Regions from separate parts of the Triticum aestivum genome. Here region 2 is linked to region 1. The links are chromatin contacts, called in public Hi-C maps. All regions are on one chromosome and are shown on one strand. The core of a region is the stretch at or near the end of the contact, and the rest is flanking DNA. Distances in the headings are between cores, read along the strand shown. Region 1 has its middle 16 kb from the start of LOC123105196. Region 2 has its middle 5.3 kb from the start of LOC123105199.

Region 1 (5,189 bases), core at 2,576-5,075:
CGGTGAAAAAGCTGAGAGAGAAAAGCAAGAGGTAGGTAGGGAACATCAAGATGCATTTATATGAGTAGTTTATCTTGTGAGAGAAAAGGATGAACGAGGAAAGACCTTATTTGCAAATGTGGAGAGGGGTGTGGATATATTTTTGCAAAATTGTCATAGTTTCCTTCCTATCCATCAGACATAAATCGGGTTGTCTATATTGCAGGATGGCAGGCACCCCATCATCGCCAACTCTGTTTTTTAGGAGTAGTAGATACTCCATCGCGTGTATACCGACATTGCTTATGTTTTATGTGGGTATAATATTAGAACTACCAAACAATATGTTGACCCAGTTGCAACAGATACTCTTAATATTTTTGGTGGCCCAATATTTGCAACTTCTTATTTTTGAATACATCTTTTCACTCTTAAGCTTTTCAGCGATTCCAGCTTAGGGAACCTTCTAGAGGTTCTAGCCGTGCTTTTTCGGTTTTGGAAATGTTCTAGAAAGTAACATATTTTCTTATTATGTTTCTTTCTTATTTTTTGCTTCTCCTATTTTGTTTCTTTTCTCTTTCCTTTTCCTCATTTTTCTTTTCTCTATTTCACTTTCTTTTTTATTTTCTTTCATTTCCATTTTTTATTTTTTATTTAAAAAAAGTTCATATTTTTCCAATTTTGTTCATTTTTTTTAAAAAATGTTCCTGTTTTCAAATTTTATTCTGAAATCCAAAAAAGTTTAGAATTTCAAACATTATCTGCCTATTTTAGAAACAATGTTTGACAATTCAGAAAAGTTTAGAATATCAAAAATTCATTGTTTACATTTTTAACTTTTATCATAATTCAAAGTAAATTAAAAAATTTCCAAAAATGTCCCTATTTTTATAAAATTTTCAATTTTTTAAAAATGTGCATGTTTTCAAATTAGTTTGCAAATTCAAATTCTTTGGGAAATTTCAGAGAATGTTTGTGTTTTGATTTTTTTTCATAATTTCAAAAAATGATCACATTTTTTTTATTTTGTTGTTGTTTTTGAAAAACCTTTCTCCTTTTGCACGAGTTGATCAGGATTGAAATTACGTTTTATGTTTCTAAAATGATGTTAAAAAATTTCAAATTTTGTTCTCATTAGTAAATAGGAACTTTTTTCCAAATATTGGTCTAATTTTTAAAAATTATTCCTACTTTATTCATTCATTTATCATTTCCTCGGGAAATTTATTGGATTTTTGATTTTTTAATGTTTTCAAATTTTGTTTAGAATTTCAAAATATGTTCCTATGTTTAAATTTTGTTCAGAAGTTCAGAAAATGTTCTTGTTTTCAAAATTTGGTTGGAAAATTTTGAAAAATGTTTGAGGTACAAAAAAATGTTTCCAATTTCTAAAAAAAAATTAGAATTCCAAAAAAACATGCAATTTTTTTATATTTGCTCGTTAATTGTTCTTTATTTTTTTCCTCCCTACATCAATAACATGGTACAATACAGTATAGTAGGCTACATTGACGGGTTGCTACAGTGCACCGGGCTTCGTTTTCCCCATAGTTTTTGCTGGATCTGATTCACTACAGTTATGTGCGTTGGGACCGGTTCGCTGGGTCAGGTGCTTGATCTCCCGCTCACGCGCGCCCACTCGCATCGCCATTGGGCCGACCCAGTCAGGCGCCCTGTGCGAAAAGGATTGGTTGTCTGCCGCAGCCCGCGGCGCATTTAAATTCTTTGATTAGAAAGTTTTGGTGGGGGAGTAAAGAAGGACAAAGAAAGCCAAGCTGGGTATCTTGGAATGCGATGACTAGACCGAAAATTGTGGAGGTCTAGGATTTCGTGACATTGAGTTCTTCAATCTAGCCCTGCTAGCTAGACAAGCTTACATAATTTTGATGGATCTAGAGGCTCTAAGTTCGCAGGTACTGAAGGCAAAATACCACCAAAATGCAGATTTCTTGCAAGCTGATCTTGGTTCGGCCCCATCTCAGATACGGTGGTCGCTACTCGAGGGGCGAGATGTGCTAAAACAAGGCTGATTCGTCGCATTGGGGATGGTCAATCGATGAATATCCGGGACCACAATTGGATTCCTAGACCATCAAACATGAGACCAATAGTGTGCAGAATAGCTAACCCGCCCCAATTGGTTGGTGAGTTGATCTGGCCGGGTGCAGAATGGGATAGAGACACAATTGCTTAGGTTTTTATACCAACTAATGCGGAGGCCATCATGTCAATACCTCTATGTACGAGGCATACTGATGACTTTTGATCGTGGGTGCATGAAAAGAACGGTGTCTTCTCTGTAAGGTCTGCCTATCGCATGCTCGTTGAGACAAAAATACGGAGAGAAGCATGGCTTGAAGGTCGGCCAGCTAATTCAAACAATGAAAGAGAGTCCAAGCTTTGGGATAAACTTTGGAAGGTCGAGGTGCCATCAAAAGTTAAGATCTTCTTATGGAGGCTTGCGCAGCAGTCAATCCCCAAAGCCGATGTACATCACGATCGTAACATGTCCACTAGCACTAGGTGTGGGTTGTGTGGTTCTGAGGATTCGTGACAACATTCATTGCTCCATTGTACTGTTGCACGATGCACCTAGGCGTTCTAGGAGGCTGATCTTGTCGAAGCCTTAAACAACACAAGGGAACCTGATGCCAAAAGATGGCTGTTTGCTTTGATAGATATGCTCTCCATGACTTATTTTATTCAGGTTGCAGTGACTCTTCGGGCACTCTGGTACTCAAGGAGACAAGCGTTGCATGAAAATATCTTCCAAAGTCCACTATCCACGCATAATTTCATTCCAAGGTACATTCAGGATCTGGAAGAGTGCAAGCCTAAGAACTCTCCAGCAGTAACAGTGGTAAAACCAATGACAAGCCTCTTCATGATGGATTCCACTACCGCTCGGATCTGTAAAGATAAGGGTGGATGGTGCAGTGGCAAGAAACCAAAACGAAGGCTCATTTAGTGCGGTATGTAGGGACTCATCGGGGCTTTATTTGGGTTCATCAGTTACCAGAGTACATGGTATAATAGACCCACCAACGCTAGAAGCTGTAGCATGTCGTGAAGCGCTTGCTCTAGCTTCGGATCTAGCATTATCACATGTAGTTATCGCCTCCAATTGCCAAAGTGTAGTCATGGACATCAACAAGCATATTGGAGGTACGTATGCAAGCATTGTTAAGGAGATTGTAGAGACTATAGTAACCATCAACGACTGCACCTTCATCTCTCGAGGGTAGAGCTACTAATCTTGAGGCACATAGCCTTGCTAAGCATGCTTTCAGTTTGAATTTTGGGCGCCATGTGTGGCTGTTAAACTCACCAGATTTTCGATGTATCCCCATGAACATTATTGAGTAATAATAAAGTGTGTTTAGACTAAAAAATCTACTCCCTCCATAAACTAATATAAGAGCGTTTAGATCACTAAAATAGTGATCTAAACACTCTTATATTAGTTTACAGAGGAAGTATCTATATTCTATATCAATATAATAAGATTCAAAGGGGCAGATCAAAATAATCTCGACCATCAAATCAGGTCAATCCAACGATTTGGACTGCTCTGATGGTGAGTGCTGCAATTAATATCTACAAAATATGAACGTTAGCGCCAATCACACAATTAATCCGGAAATAATATCCTACCTAATATTTACATGCAATTAATGTACATGTTTAATTTTTTTAGGGGAAGTACATACAGGTTACTAGTGTCCTGAAAAACACGAAATTCGTACGCACGACTAGCGATCAATTCAAGCCTCCCTATCCAGGCAGCAGCGCGGTGGGCTTTGCCTTACAGTGTCCCGTTACATCTTGGGCCCTCTTCTTTTTCTCTGAATTCTATGGGCCTGAGGAACCGCTACGGAAATACTATCTGGGCCAGGCCTGCCAGGCGGACGCCGTGGTGAGATGTTTTTGTTTTTGAGCTGGTGAGATGATATTTCGGTTCCATGGATCCTCCCGAATGTAAAAAAAAACTTGCTCTCAAAAAAAAAATGTAAAGAAAAACTGGTCGAAATTAGCAAGCCTGCGTAATTTCGTACGCCCGGAGCAAACCCCTTCCCCACCGTCTCCAGAAACCTCCCGACCCTTCCACACCCACTCCCCCTCACCTCCCCATCATCCCGGCGGCAGCCTCCTGCGGGCCCCGGCCTTCCCCCGCGGCGGCGACGAGCAGAGCAGCCGACGACGACGGCCTCCTCCGCTGCGCCCCGGCCCCGTTATTCCGCCGCCCCGGCCCCGTTATTCCGCCGCCCCGGAGCCATCCGTCCCGGGGCGAGGCCTCCGTGTTTCCGCCTCCGCTGACCGCCGCGGCATGCTTCCCCTGCGGCGCCTCTCCACCGCTGGTAATTTTCTCACTGGTAGTCTGTAGTTGAATTGGTGTATGCCTTGTCTGATTATTGTATGGGTGTGATAACCACGAATCGGAAGTGGCATTTGCAATTTATTGTTTCTAGCATACCTGAGACAGAGATGTATGCATTGTCTGATTGTTGGTTTGACTGAGACAGAGATGTCACGATTGCTGTATGCATTGTCTGATTGTTGGTAGTTTGGTATTAATTGAATTGGTGTACGCATTGTCTGATTGTTGTATGGCTGTGATAACCACAAACTGGAAGTAACATCTGTAATTTCTTGTTCCTACTAGACATATCTGAGACAGAGACGTCACCAAAACGGCTGCGATCAGGGCAGGCCTCGCAGGAACCCCACCAGGCCTTCAGCATCAAGTATTTGTTGTTTGATATCTTGCTCCATATCCAGGATCCAACAACCCTTCTGCATGCTTCGCTCGTGTGTAAGGATTGGTATAAAATCATCTCAGATCCTGGTTTCCTCAACCCTTTCCGCAAAAAACAAATTAGCCAGTTCGTCGGGTTTTTTGGTGAGTTTGATGGTGGGGATGATATAGAATTCATACCGCTGCCACTGCCCCCTGAGTTTGCATATGTTGGCAAGTACCTATTGACTTCATTTTCGGGTGGTCTTAGAAATGCGCAAGACATTCGTGGTGGCTCTGTTCTTCTAAAACTGGAAGACTCGATCGCCATCTCCAATCCATTTATGAAGAGTTTCCGCACATTTCCACTAGCCCCACCTTTCCGGAATATTCATGGCCATCATTGTGGTGATTTTTACCTCTTCAATGGTGATAGCGTAGTCCGCGTGGTTATCATTGCCATGGCTAATCTTCT
Region 2 (5,060 bases), core at 217-2,716, 320 kb after region 1:
GACTGCCCAACGTGCGGACCCATTTCCATTTTGCGTCCGCTTTGTGTCCGCGCGGACCCATTTCGGTCTCAAATTTGGGTTGCATTTGGATCCGCGGCGGACACAAAGTGGACGCTTTGTGCGTGCTCCTCGTCCGCTCCGTCCGCTGCATGCGAGGTATGGCCTACCTGTCACAGGCTCACTTCTCTGTCCTCCTTTTTTCTGTACTGGCCCACCACCCACGCACCAATCTCGTCCCACACTGTGCTCCTCGCCGGCGCCCGGAACTACTCCTCGCAGGCGTCCGCAGCTACTCCTCGCTGGCGCCCGTCCCCCGTCCCCTGCTGGAGCTACTCTGCCCAGGCCTTGCCCTGCCCCGCCGCCGCATGTGCTCGCCCTGCACCGCCGCTGCACGCGCCGCGCGCCACCGCGCTCGCCCTGCGCCGCCGCCGCACGCGCCCCCCGCCACCGCGCTCGTCCTGCGCCGCCGTCGCACGCGCCCCCGCCGCCGCACGCGCCCCGCGCCGCTGCTCGCCCATGCGCCGCCGCCGCACGCGCCCCCCGCCCCGCACGCACCCCGGTAGCCCCGCTCGCCATGCACCGCCGCACTCGCGCCGCGTGGTGGCCATGGTGCAGCTCCGGGACCCCCCCCCCCCCCCCCCCCCGCGCGCACATCCAAACCGCGGGTACGGCGAGCTCGCGGGCACGGCGACAGGCGCGGCAGGACACGGAAGCGGGCGTGCAGGTGGTTGGACGCGGATGAGGTAGGACGCGGGCGCGCAGCAGGACGCAGGCGCAGGCGCGGCGTGGTAGCAGGTCAGCGCGGGGCGCGCGGGCGGCGGATACGGGCAAGGCAGGATGCGGGCGGGGCGACGGGCATGGCGACGAGCACGGCGAGCGCGGCGCCCATCAGGTGTTTGTTGAAATGTCGGGACGTACATGTCCAAAATGGGTCAGCTGACCCAAATATAAAAGCGGACACGGATGTCCGTTTGGCCGACCCAAACGGACAAAAAGCGGATAAAATCCGCGTCCGTCTGGGTCTTCCCGTTGGAGTTGCTCTAACTTCTTATTTTCTATCGAATGGTCTGATCTGGAGTAGAATCAAGAAGTGATGCTTATATGGTTTGCATTTATTCATGGAATGGAACAAGTTGAATATGCTATAGAGGAAGTACATGACACTCGGTTCAAAGTACGTCTCACCAAGATACCTCACCCCCGTACGTATACTGCATCGTGCGTGGACGCACGTCATGTGCGCGTGGGCAGTGCAAAACACAGCCAGTTTGGTGGCGAGGAAGATCCGATGGATTTGTGGGGAGCCACCGCGTGAAGCCGGCCGTCGACGTGCCCCCCGGCCCGCGTGGACGCACAGCGCCGCCGGGCCACACGTAGAAGTCGGCTACGGAACTGCCACCAGGTGGCTGGCTCCGGGACGGAGGTTGCCGTCGACGCTGACTTGTCAAGATCTCACTGGCTGCCGCGGTTCGACGTGGACGGACGGCTCCTTCCTGCGCGACGGCAAGTCTGCCAAGCAGCCAGCTCCACCGGCCGAATGGAGTTTGAGTTGTTGGACTGGCCGGATGGGGACACGCATCCATGCAGGCCAGGCAATTCCGACGCTGACGTGGCGCCAGCTAGCTAGCGATTACCGGATGAACCCGCCTCGGATGATTTGCGTGGCGGGACGTCTCTACAATCTCAGTTCATGCTTCTCATCGGGTTTGATGATATTTTCGGTAGAGCTGAGCAGTATTTTCTCCCTGTTTGTCCACTACCGAGAAAACACGCACTCAGACGATGCCATACACGCGTGTGTAATCAGCACGAGGTTTTGGGAAAACGAAACTATTTTGTGCACGGCGACTGGTGGCCGATTTATGCATGATCCATAATCGGACGCTGTTGAGGCTCGTACTACGTGTTTTGCTGGCTCATCTTTGGTAAAGATTGATCGGGTCATCAGCCGTTCGCCTCTCTTCTCCGTCCATCTCTCATGACAACACAACCCATGTTGTAAACCTTGTTGCAACACGACCCATGTCGTCCCCGGCGTCCCCCACAACATCGGCTCCAGCACCGGCGACCGGCGTTTGCAACTTGGCGGTGTCTCCCACAACTCTCGCTCGCCGTACCCCCCAACCCCCCCCCCCCCCCCCCCCCCCCCCCCCACGTGCCCGTCGCCGTTGGATCGAACACACAGATTCAAACCGTAGACAAAGTCATGCGTAGGTGCCTGCGTAGCTGCTGGTTGCTACAGGGTTGCATATTGCGCACTCTGGCAGTCGTTATAAACAGGGCCATACCAGGGAAATGAGAGACCCTGTGCAAATCAAAATTAGGCTCTACAATCATTTTTTTTGTCAACACTGTAATTTTTCATAAGAAATTACACCAGCTGGAAGCACAAGTTCAAAAGACCTAACGACGTCACATACTAGATTGATGGATTGTGATTGGAGATAGATACATAGGGTTACTTGGCGTAAAGTACTTCCAACAGTTATTTACTCTAGCATTAATGCTTCAATTAATACCTTGATTAACAAAAAAATTGGGGGCCCTCCGATGCTGGGGGCCCTGTTCAGTTGTTCATGTTGCACATGTGGACATACTGCCACGTTCATGCACAGAGAGGCTCGGGATGTTGGTCTTCGTCGTCGGCGCCAAAGATGGCCACTCCCGCGGGCGGGAGGGTGAAAGAGAAAACTGAAAAGGGATTGGGGGAAGAACAGCTACAGCAGAAGCCAGAAGGAACCAATGATAATCTCTAGTGGTTAAGAGGAAGGGGAAGGCCACTGGGGTTTGATGCCCGCTGGAGTCCGTTGTTCTTATGGTCTTCTCTGGTTGTTCCAGTTTCCTATAGTCTTCCCCCGGGATGTTGTTGGGCAGTGGTTTAGTGTTGTCATATTTTCGCCCCATGGTGGGTGATCCGTTTTAGGGTCGTTAACAGTGGTTTTTCTGGCGATGCGTCAACTCGCTCCCCCCCTTTCAGTCTCCTTTTTGCTTCTAGTCTGTCTCATTTAGCTTTGGCTTGCCTAGTGGATGATATTTTTGACAGTACTCAAACAGACTGATATATTTCCGTTAATTGCAAAGTTAATGGAAAGGGGTGTGAGCCTGGTTGGAAGAGGAAGGGGAAGGCCACTACCGCGGCACGATGGCCCCTAACCCTAGCACGTCTGGGCAGCGGCGGCTCAGACTAATCTATCGATTTTCGGCCTCATACCATATAAGTACTTTGCACTCGTTTTGGACCGAGAAATCCTATCCCAACTCAAACCTACCTGGTCAGTTCTTGGGCACAACCCAAACCCAAACCGAACCAAACTGGCTTTCCATCTCTCAATCCAATATAGAGACCAGACCTTCATATACATAGACCAAATCAAAAACCAAAGAGACCAAAAACTAAGATTCGAAAAAAATTACTATTCCCAGATTTACATGAAGCTCGAGTGAAGTGCACGACACAGCCACCCTCTAGAAATAATCGACCCCGGCCGCCGCAAATCTCTGGCAATCTGTGGATCCCGACGTCCACCACGATCGACGTCAATGGGGCAGAAAGGCAGGAAGCGTAAGGGCATCCCTCTCCTCCTCCCAAGTCGAAGATCGCCCGTATCAGTGAGCCTCTGACCTAACTGATCGACTCCACGCCCGATTATATATCTGAATGAACGGGCGGTTATTAGTTTTTCCCTGGTAACCTTCCCTCACTGCCTGAGTTTGCTTGCTTCACTTGCGTGCAGTTGACAAGTTGGGTCACAGTGGGGCCATCTTACTGCTGTTTGAGACACCCTCTGGCTTCGCCGTATTCGTGTATGATGGTGTCCAACTCTACTAGCAAAAAGCCGAGGAGGTAGTATGTTCTTCCTTCTGCTCATTTACTTGCTTGCCGGCTTTTTTTAGAAAAGGAGGAAGATCCCCGACCTCTGCATCTGGACGATGCATGCAGTCACTTTATTAACTATTCACACAAGACCTTACAAAGTCATATAACAGTAAGACTAAAGCCCCCGTCTGGCAACATCTGTCGCTACTCCTATCCAGTTGATGAAGGGATGCTGATAGTCTGGGCCTAATACTAAACAGACCTCGCAGCCAAAACTAAACATCTAAGACCCGAGGTCCCAATCAGGATGCCTGTCGGGTATGGGCCACCTACCAATCCGGCGCACTCCTCAACTAGGACGCCTGCCGGGTACGAGGCCGCCGCATACTTGCTTGCCAGCTGATCTTGCCTTGTCATTCACCTAACCTTCTGGATTTTCCTGCAGAAAATCTGGGCCAACTTTGTCAAGGACTACATGCCGCACAAAGTCTGTACACATTTCTTTCCTTTGCATCAAAATAATTATCATTTTCCCATTTTTTTGTACTCTGTACTTTTGTATATTGAGGTCATTAGTTGTTTTTTTTCTTTGTATTCTGTTGGCAGAGCATATAGTTGACGCTGTTGCAGGCATGCCAAAAAAAAACCTTTTTTTCCCTGAAAGTTCAACATTGTGTGAGCAAAGCGATTTATGAATAATCACCTGGTACAGGTTGGAACGTAAGGAGTGTATTGCTGTGCATCAATTTTTAGCTAGTAGTAACTGCTAGCTAGATATAATATGGTTTAGCCCTGAGACTACCAAAATAGACCACTAGTGTCCATGCATTTTGAAAGACATTATCTTAGCTCATGAAGTTATTTTCATTTACGTACGCTGCACGAAAACCAGGACTTGGATAAGGCTATATCTTCTTAGACATAACTACTGAATTGGCCTCCTCTCATGATTTAGAGTTTGAATAATTATTATTATTTACTTTTCATATCTTGATCAGGTCATTTGGCTACAAGAGTTCAGGAGATTCGAGAACAAGGCCAATGTATTTAATCATACTGGTGTCAGCAAAGAACTTGCAGAGATGATCCAAAGATGGCACGCCCCTGGTCAGCTGCTAGCTGTCGGAAAGCCTGAGCACAAAGAAATCATCGAAGCAAAATTGGTCAGTATTAATTAGCTCCCTTCTTTGCTTACTATGTCCAGGAGCAATTTTGAGCAATACTTTCACCGTGGCAGAAAATA

What was found. A called contact is a pair of places that touch in the nucleus more often than the background predicts.
Region 2: a contact with region 1 is called in a Hi-C map of leaf, with 4 times the contacts expected there. The contact joins two enhancer-like sites. A contact is called at or near these places in 3 of 5 Hi-C or Micro-C datasets (leaf and an unstated tissue) and 1 of 1 datasets of contacts at active chromatin or transcription factors (leaf).

What each region holds. Positions count from the first base shown.
Region 1 is chr5A:600,720,261-600,725,449 of IWGSC CS RefSeq v2.1, forward strand. It overlaps the pseudogene LOC123105198. Among protein-coding and RNA genes, the nearest start is that of LOC123105196, 16 kb to the left of the region's middle. Within about 2 kb of position 3,826, at least 8 of the 8 cell types and tissues checked have an H3K27ac peak or open chromatin away from gene starts, as enhancers often do. A contact at or near this core is called in leaf, where this site is marked.
Region 2 is chr5A:601,040,120-601,045,179 of IWGSC CS RefSeq v2.1, forward strand. No RefSeq gene overlaps it. Among protein-coding and RNA genes, the nearest start is that of LOC123105199, 5.3 kb to the left of the region's middle. Within about 2 kb of position 1,467, at least 1 of the 8 cell types and tissues checked has an H3K27ac peak or open chromatin away from gene starts, as enhancers often do. A contact at or near this core is called in leaf, where this site is marked.